Regions from separate parts of the Zea mays genome. Here region 2 is linked to region 1. A link is a contact called in public Hi-C data. All regions are on one chromosome and are shown on one strand. The core of a region is the stretch at or near the end of the contact, and the rest is flanking DNA. Distances in the headings are between cores, read along the strand shown. Region 1 holds the start of LOC100193894. Region 2 has its middle 63 kb from the start of LOC103631839.

Region 1 (4,148 bases), core at 1,065-3,564:
ATCCAGACTGCCCGACAATATTTGGCACCGCCTGTGTGCCACATGGCGGGCTCAGCTTTGCAACATACATTCCGACATATGGAGCGAGACGGTCCACACGATGGTCGGACGGTCCGTGATAGTATGCGGACTGTCCGGCCATACTCAATGTTGACCTATTATACAACACAAGCAGTGACAACGGTTGCTCCAGGTATGAGTTTATCACTTTATCGACATACCATAATATGGTTTGGACTGAGAAAACCATTTGTTGCCAATGTGTTTGACATGGACGTTTTAGTGCCCAATTATGCGACGAAAAATTAGGTATATGATTTTTTTCTATTGCATGCTCTATCTTATCCAGAGACTCCACCATAAGTTCAATCCGATCATCTAAAGTATCCCTTATAGATTGAATATCGTGGGATGAGACAGTGTTACTTACGGTTGAGGGCTGCTGCAGGCTGCAGCAGGGCCATCAGGGAAGCGAGCTTAACTTCCCTCTCTTGGACCTTCTGGTGGTGATCTATCCTAAAGTGCGAGAGGTACCAACTCTCCATCTTCTCGCGCTCCTTAGCTTGTTGTTGCTTGAACTCCTTGTCCCACTTCTTCATGTAGTCTTCAAATTCCATCCGCTCAGCGGTTGACAAAGTAGTCAGCTTGTGTCGCTGTCTATAGAAACGTCGTTGCGATCTTTGGGATCGATCACCATGGTCGATCTAATAGATCTAACCTAATAGATCTAATCTAATATATCTGATATGATAGATTTGATCTTTTCGTCGCTAGTGGAGCCACACAAAAAGTGTGTTGCCACCTTTTTGAACCAAGCACTAATGATCCATAGATCCCACTCACGGGGAACAAGACCTTGGGGTCCTCTCTGCGAGGCAACAAACCATCCATGATAGATCACCATACAGTCCATGGTTGGTCACAAGACAAATAACACTACCTGCAATGCAGTTTTGGACTCCACCTTTATGTTGGCACCTTCTTAGGACCAATAGCAACGAACACTAACCTTCACGTGATGTGCATGACCGTGGGTTCGGCTCTGCGAGGTGCTGGACGGTTTGCGGTAGGTCACCGGGCCTTTCACGAGTAGGCAACGAACCGTCCATGATGACGAAGAGAGCCTCCTACAGAACCTGGATCTCGCCTCGAGAGGAGCATCGTCAGGGAAAGATCCTAGTGAATCTTGGGGTCAACAGGTCATCCAAGATGTCTCTAGACGACATAGAGTCGAATCGAGGTGAAGATTGATACGTGGAAAGTACAACTAAAGTTACACTACACCTACTCATAAGACATGAATGATAAATAAGGTAAATGAATTTGTTTAATTAGATTGTGTTCAGTGCTCTCAATCGGACGTACCAGTTTATATTTATAGGGGAGGTCTGAACCTGTTTTTAGACGAGATCTAATAGATTCCTGCAGATAGGTTAGTATTACCTGCACGTGATAAATACTCTCGTCCAAGCTAATTTGATCGTGGATCATCCAAACTATTCCGCGGATCGTAACATTAATATATTAATAGAGTACATAAGAAAGTACATCTATATTTTTCTATCTATATTTTTCTGAGATTTTTTATTATATATATGCAATCTCTTTTCGACGAATGCTATTAAAATTGAGTGAACAATAGAACAAAATGTGCTGAAGGAACTGTGTAGCGACTAGCGAGCACTCACCCGAAGGCTTCGTGGCCAAATATTCTGGGGATATTGTCAGGGAGATCCTGCAAAACCACACAAACAAAGGAAGTATAGCACGCTTGCGAGGCGGTGTACGCTCCGGCGACGAGGGCCAGAAGGTGGAAGGCCGGCAATTGCAGGAACGGACGACAAAGAAGAAGAAGCCAAACCTTCATGCGCCAGAACGTGACGTCGCTGTGGCAGAGCGACGTGCAGATGATCCGTATCCTGACCTCGTGCGCCTTGGGCGTGTCAACGACGACCTCCTCGATGGCCAGCGGCTCGCCGGCGGCCCTGCACACGGCCGCTGCGCGTCGCCGGAAAGGGAAGCCGATTAGCTGGGACTAAGTCCGACGAGACGGGTAGGGATACAGCAAATTAGAGCCTTTAATTGATTTTACTTTAAAATTGAATAGAAAATGAAGCTTGATTCTAATCCGATTCGATTATTAAATTTATAGTGTCCTAACGATGGGAGAAAGACGAGGCAGCGAAATCGAAACTGGTGCGGCAGAGCAGAGCTCCATAGCTGATCCAGCTGCGCACCTTTGCATCGGATGGGTTTGGGTCCCTGGTTCTCCATCGAAGATGCAGAAGACTCACCGGTTGTGCCGAGTTGATGCGCGCACGGTGGTTGCGAGAGACCAGAGCAGGAGTGGATATGTATATATAATGCCCAGAGCTAAGGGCTTCGTCCTCTACAGTTACAAGTCTCGTCTCCCGTTCCCTTTCTTTCATCTTTTTCTTCTTCCTTGACAGCGGTGTTTTCCGTAGGAGGAGCCATTTGGGTTGATCCGCCGCTCCGCGATTAGGCGTCCTTGAAGGGAAGATGCTTTCAGCTTGCCGTCGTTGACTCCCCTGCAGCTCCTTCTAGAATTTTATTTATAGCCCGTCCTTGCCTATCTCTGTTATTGCAAAGTACAATGGACTTAAAAAATCGTACAACTCTAAGAGCACAGAAGAGACTAGCTAAATAACTTGTTAAGCTAAATTTTAGTTATTTAATCATAAAATAATTTTTAACAGATTAGTCATCTAACTAGTCAAGCTATCTGACTCTCCAAATTAATCATTTTTAGGCTACTCTAGCGATACGGGAGAGGGGCGACCACATAGGGCCTCTCAAATCAAGAGGCCTAAAAAATTTATATATAATATATATTAATATATAGAGATGAAAGCTTTTCTCATACCATTGATATTACAAGAGAAATTGCAAGTAACTTCATCAAATGAATTGACGTCAGCATAGGAGATTCTTCGGTTCATTGTAATTGCATATTATTACCTAAATGTTTGTATTGCATATCAGATTTTATTGACCATATAGCCTCAATTAGTTGTTTTAGAGACATTATGTAGTATTAAATGAGGTGTATTTTTTACCGGTTTGAGGTATTCACAATGATTATATTATTATATTTATTACTTTTAGGGCTAGTTTAGCAACTCTAATTCCTATTTTTCCGAGGAAAAATAAATTAATTTTCCATGAAAAAATAGAAATCTTTTGAAAAAATGAGATTGTCAAACTAGCTCTTATATTTTTTTTATTCAAGTATATTTTTAGTGATACGAAGATTGGCCTAGGGCCTTTCAAAACCATGAGCCGGCCCTGAGCTTACCCATTCTCATCTCTATATTCAAAATCCATTATTTGAACAATGCAGTCTACAACACAAAAACAATCTAAAATAGTGTTTTGTGTGATCATATGGGTGAACTGTTGGAGACGATCTTAGCCAAACATGGCTAATCACACGGGCTAACCAAACTAACTTGCATATCGAAGAGTGTTGGATTGATATGCTATATATAGACTTTAATCTTTATGGAGAGATAAATAGAGAGTAAAAAATAGAGAGTCCCGTGGAGATGCTCTAAGGCTCTAATGGTGTTTTGTTCTTTTAGTCATCTTCTTAAACTTTAGGAACTAAACTTTAGTCCCTAGAAATCCTATTTGCAAGACTTATTTTAATCACTCCGTTTCGTGTTTTAGAAATTAAAATAAAGTTTAGGAGGTGGGTAATAAAACCCTCACCTAAATCTCTAACTCTGCATTTAGGCATACACTCCACAGTTTGACATAATTTAATAAAAATGACGACAATTATAACACCGTATATGTATATTTTAAAGATTTAATGTCACTTATTTGACACCATAAATATTGTTATATATATAGTTAAATTTAAAAGAAATACTCTCTCTGTTTTTTATTTATCGCGTTTTAGTTTAAAAACAAACTAGTGCACGATAAATATTCGAGAACGGATAGAATACTTTTTTATTAGGGACAAGAGGTATCTATCTATTTAATCAATTAGATTTATTTGGGGATAAGAGATATCTATCTATTATTATCTTATACAGCAGTCAGTAGTGTCACAACAAACTGTAATATTGCATGAGTGAATCTATGGATATTGAGAACTCCATGTCGCAAAGATTGATACT
Region 2 (4,148 bases), core at 477-2,976, 130 kb after region 1:
ATATCCCTTCTAAGTCATAAATCATTTTCTTTTCTAAGTACAAAGCTTTTATATACCTAGCTACACACTATATCTAAAGTCATAGAAAAACTTTGTACCTAAAAAATAAAATTACTTGTAATTTAGAATAGAAGAAGTACCTCACTTGTCGTTTTCCAAACCATCCACAGTTTACATAGCATGTATAGGACGTATGGAAATTGCACCAAATAGGCTAAAGTCATCGTTTTAAATCATAGAACATATATAATATTTACTAATATAAAGTATCAGTTTAGGGGTGTTTGATTTTTAGGAACTAATTTTTAGTCAATTCATTTTAGTTCTTTTTAGTACCTAAAATGCTAAACATAGGGAATGAATACATTGGGGGCATTGTATTTGTATTGTTTGAGAGAGACGTTGTAATCCCATGGCTAGGAGTAGTTGTACTTGGTTCCCTGCAGTTGGTGAGTTTTTGTTGTTGCTGCTGTTAATAAGCGTCCATTTTAAATTTCAATTCTTTATGTGTGTGATTTATGCTTTTGATTCCTTAATTAAACTTTGCAGACGGGGAATACTGGTCATATGGAAACAGAGCCCTGCACAGCGGTCTGAGTCTGCATGTGCCAATATGAGCTATATATATGTTGCATTTCTTTATGTTTGGACTTAACATGTAATAGAACCTGAAGGAATGTTGTTGCAAGACTTGTATGACATGCTTAAATTTCTGGACAAAATATATCTCATACTCAGTCTATTATATACTTAAATTTTTGAACAAAAATATATGTATGGAGAATTGTATGTCATGCTTAAATTTCTGGAGAAATGGCATATTCTATGCTTAAATTTCTGGAGAGATGACATGTTGTATACTTCAATTTTATTGATTTTATTGGCTTTTGTTGGTATTTAAATTTGGGATTTAATCCACATGGAATAAACGAATAGACATAGTTGTTTGGGTTTTGGGTATAATTCATATGAAATAAACGAACAAACATCGGTTGGTTAGCTTTTGGGATTTAGTTTCACAAAGAATTGGGTGAAAGGCTTGGACTCATCCAATCTATGTAGAAAGAAAAACTAACATATGGAAAAATGCCAAAGTGCCGAGCAAGGTCTAAGCGGTTGCAAGTAAACAACCCCTTGGTGCGTAACCACCAGTCCAGCTCCAGGTCGTCGTTCGTCTCGTCGTGCATTTCTCCGCGAGGATCGGCATGTCGGTATTAGATTGCCCAGGGCCGACCGCATGAAGCCCTCGCCGAACAGGAGCTCCTACAACACCGGCAGGCACAAGGATGGTGTTAGCAGCAGGTGAAGGGAGCGGAGAAGTAGATAGGGGAATCACTGGAAGAAGAAGATAGGAACGGCGACGGCTACCGCGACCGTAGTGTTCTATTCTCTTAATTCTTTGATATCCGGTTATGTTGTCACGATTACCTTTTAAGGCTTACAAACAGGCTTGGCCCAGCACGAATTACATGACCCAATCGGGCCCAATGACACGGGTGTTTTCTCGCCTTTCATGACGGGGTCGCGCCTGGCCGTCGTCTTCTCCATGTTCCTGCGTGGTTGACATCGATGCTTGCTTGGCTTGCTTCTCTTCCCGACCTGCTGCCTCCTCTTGAAGTGCTGGTTTGACATTCCCCCTCCCTTGAGGCGCTGCTTGTCCCCAAGCCGGCGCGCACGGGAAACGCTCCTTCAATGCGGTTGTGTCCTCCCAGGTGGCCAGAGCCGGATCCAGGTCGGACCAGGTGACTTTCACTTGCGCCACCGTCAGTCCTCCACGTTGAATCATCCGGCGCTGCAGGATCTGCATGGGCACCTGCATTGAATCTGTTGTCGATTGTAGATTCTGGACGGCCACTTGCTGACGGCCGAGGGCAGCCTTAAGCTGGGACACATGGAATAGTGGGTGGATCTGGGAGGATGCTGGCAGCTGTAATTTGTATGCCACGGGGCTGACACGTTGAAGCACTATGTATGGTCCAAAAAACCTGAAGGCCAACTTCTGATTTGCTCTGGTAGTCACAGATGATTGAACATATGGCTGCAGTTTAAGATAAACTTGATCTCCCACCTAGAACTCCCTTTCTGATCTGTGCTTGTCGGCTTGCTTCTTCATTCGTGCTTGTGCTCTGTACAAATGTTGTTTCACCAGATTGGACACCATTTCCCTCTCTTGGAGCCATGTCGCCAAATCAGGAGTTGCAACTGCTAAACCGATCTGGAGTCCAAAATGCCTAGGTGTATGTCCATATAACACTTCGAAAGGTGATCTGGCTATGGCGGAATGAAAGTTAGTGTTGTACCAGAATTCTGCCACCGGAAGCCACTGAAACCATTTGTTTGGACACGCGTGCACAAAACATCGCAAATATATGTCTCGATGCATTGATTTACCCGTTCCGTCTGACCGTCAGATTAGGGGTGATACGCTGAACTCATGCACAACTGAGCCCCCGTGAGATGGAATAATTGCTGCCAAAATGTACTGGTGAATACTCGATCGCGATCGGATACAATGTTGTCGGGCATTCCATGCAACTTGTATATATGGTCCAGAAATAATTTGGCCACCTTGGTTGCTGAAAAAGGATGTGACAGAGCGAGAAAGTGACTATACTTGGAGAAACGATCCACGACCACGAGAATGCAGTCCATCAATCCAGACTTGGGAAGTCCTTCTATAAAGTCCATAGAAATAGAATGCCACACATGAGGCGGAATGGGAAGAGGTGCCAACAGTCCTAGGTAGTGAGATCTATCCGGTTTGGCCTGTTGACAGGTGCTGCAAGATTGGACGTACTGGTGAATGTCATGTTTCATGCCCTTCCAGTAAAACAGTTGTTTAATGCAACGATATGTTACCGGAAAACCCGAATGTCCACCAAGCGCTGAATCGTGCATTGCTGAAATAACCTTGGATTGCACAACACTATTGTTTCCCAGCCACACTTGGCCCTTATAACGGATGATTCCTTGTGAGAGAGAGAACGACGAAGTGGGACAGGTTGGTGTTACAGCCAGCTGAGTTAGCAGTTGCTGTGCTTGCTCATCATTCTGATATCCCTAGAGTACCTCCTGCAGCCAAGTAGGAGTGCACTGAGAAATATTACTGAGCTGTGCTGAAGCTGGTACTTTGGATAATGCGTTGGCTGCCAGATTATCTGTGCCCTTTTTATAGATAATATGGTACTACAGCCCTGCAAGTTTGGTGTATAATTTATGTTGCCATACCGTATGGAGATGTTGCTCGTTCAGCTGTGTGAGATTTTGATGATCTGTGTAAATGTGAAACTCAGCCAACTGCAAATAAACTCTCCACTGGGTAACAACCATGAATATCGCTAGATACTCTTTCTCATATGTAGATAATCCCTGGTTTTTAGCGCCAGTGCTTTGCTCAAAAATGCAAGTGGATGGCCATTCTGCATAAGGACTGCTCCAATGCCTGTTTTGCAAGCATCGGTGTAAATGCAAAATGGGAGAGAAAAATCAGGTAATGCCAGTACCGGAGCCGAGATTAAAGCTTGCTTTAATGTGTCAAAAGCATGTTGGTGTGTCGGTTTCCAAACAAATGATGTGTGCTTCTTGAGGAGATCAGTTAAGGGCCGACTGATTAAGCCGAAGTTCTTCATGAACTTTCGGTAAAATCCCGCTAAGCCCAGGAACCCACGCAGTTCTCTTGCATTAACAGGTACTGACCACTGTTGCACCACCTGCACCTTTGCCGGATCGGTGGCCACACCCTCGGCGCTGATTATATGTCCCAGGTAGGCAATGGTCGTCTACGCAAAGGCACACTTGGTCAGATTGACTTTCCACTGGTCTCGTTGCAGCAGTCGCAGAACAGTGGTAAGGTGTTGCAGGTGCTCCTCCCAAGAATGACTGTAAATCAGAATGTCGTCAAAGAAAACAAGAGCACATTTGCGCAGTACTGGGGAGAGAGTGTCATTTATGGCTTCTAAAAATGTGTTGGGTGCACCAGTGAGTCCAAATGCCATCACCAGAAATTCAAAGTGACCCATGTGTGTTTGAAATGTCGTCTTATGTTCCTCACCTGGGCAGAGTTGAATCTGATGGTACCCTGCTTTCAAGTCTAGTTTGCTGAACCACTAAGCATGTGATAATTTGTTCATTAATTGGTCAAATACTGG

The links. Hi-C and Micro-C count contacts between places; a contact is called where the count stands out from the background.
Region 2: a contact with region 1 is called in a Hi-C map of root tip, with 4 times the contacts expected there. The contact joins the enhancer-like site here to the promoter of LOC100193894 in region 1. A contact is called at or near these places in 4 of 25 Hi-C or Micro-C datasets (bundle sheath, leaf, root tip and 1 more).

Annotation. Positions count from the first base shown.
Region 1 is chr1:19,539,502-19,543,649 of Zm-B73-REFERENCE-NAM-5.0, forward strand. It overlaps LOC100193894, which reads right to left and starts at 2,315. Exons shown (of 10, transcript NM_001138969.1): 1 at 2,238-2,315; 2 at 1,862-1,998; 3 at 1,689-1,735. The coding sequence starts at 2,274.
Region 2 is chr1:19,669,380-19,673,527 of Zm-B73-REFERENCE-NAM-5.0, forward strand. No RefSeq gene overlaps it. Among protein-coding and RNA genes, the nearest start is that of LOC103631839, 63 kb to the right of the region's middle. Within about 2 kb of position 1,727, at least 3 of the 20 cell types and tissues checked have an H3K27ac peak or open chromatin away from gene starts, as enhancers often do. A contact at or near this core is called in root tip, where this site is marked.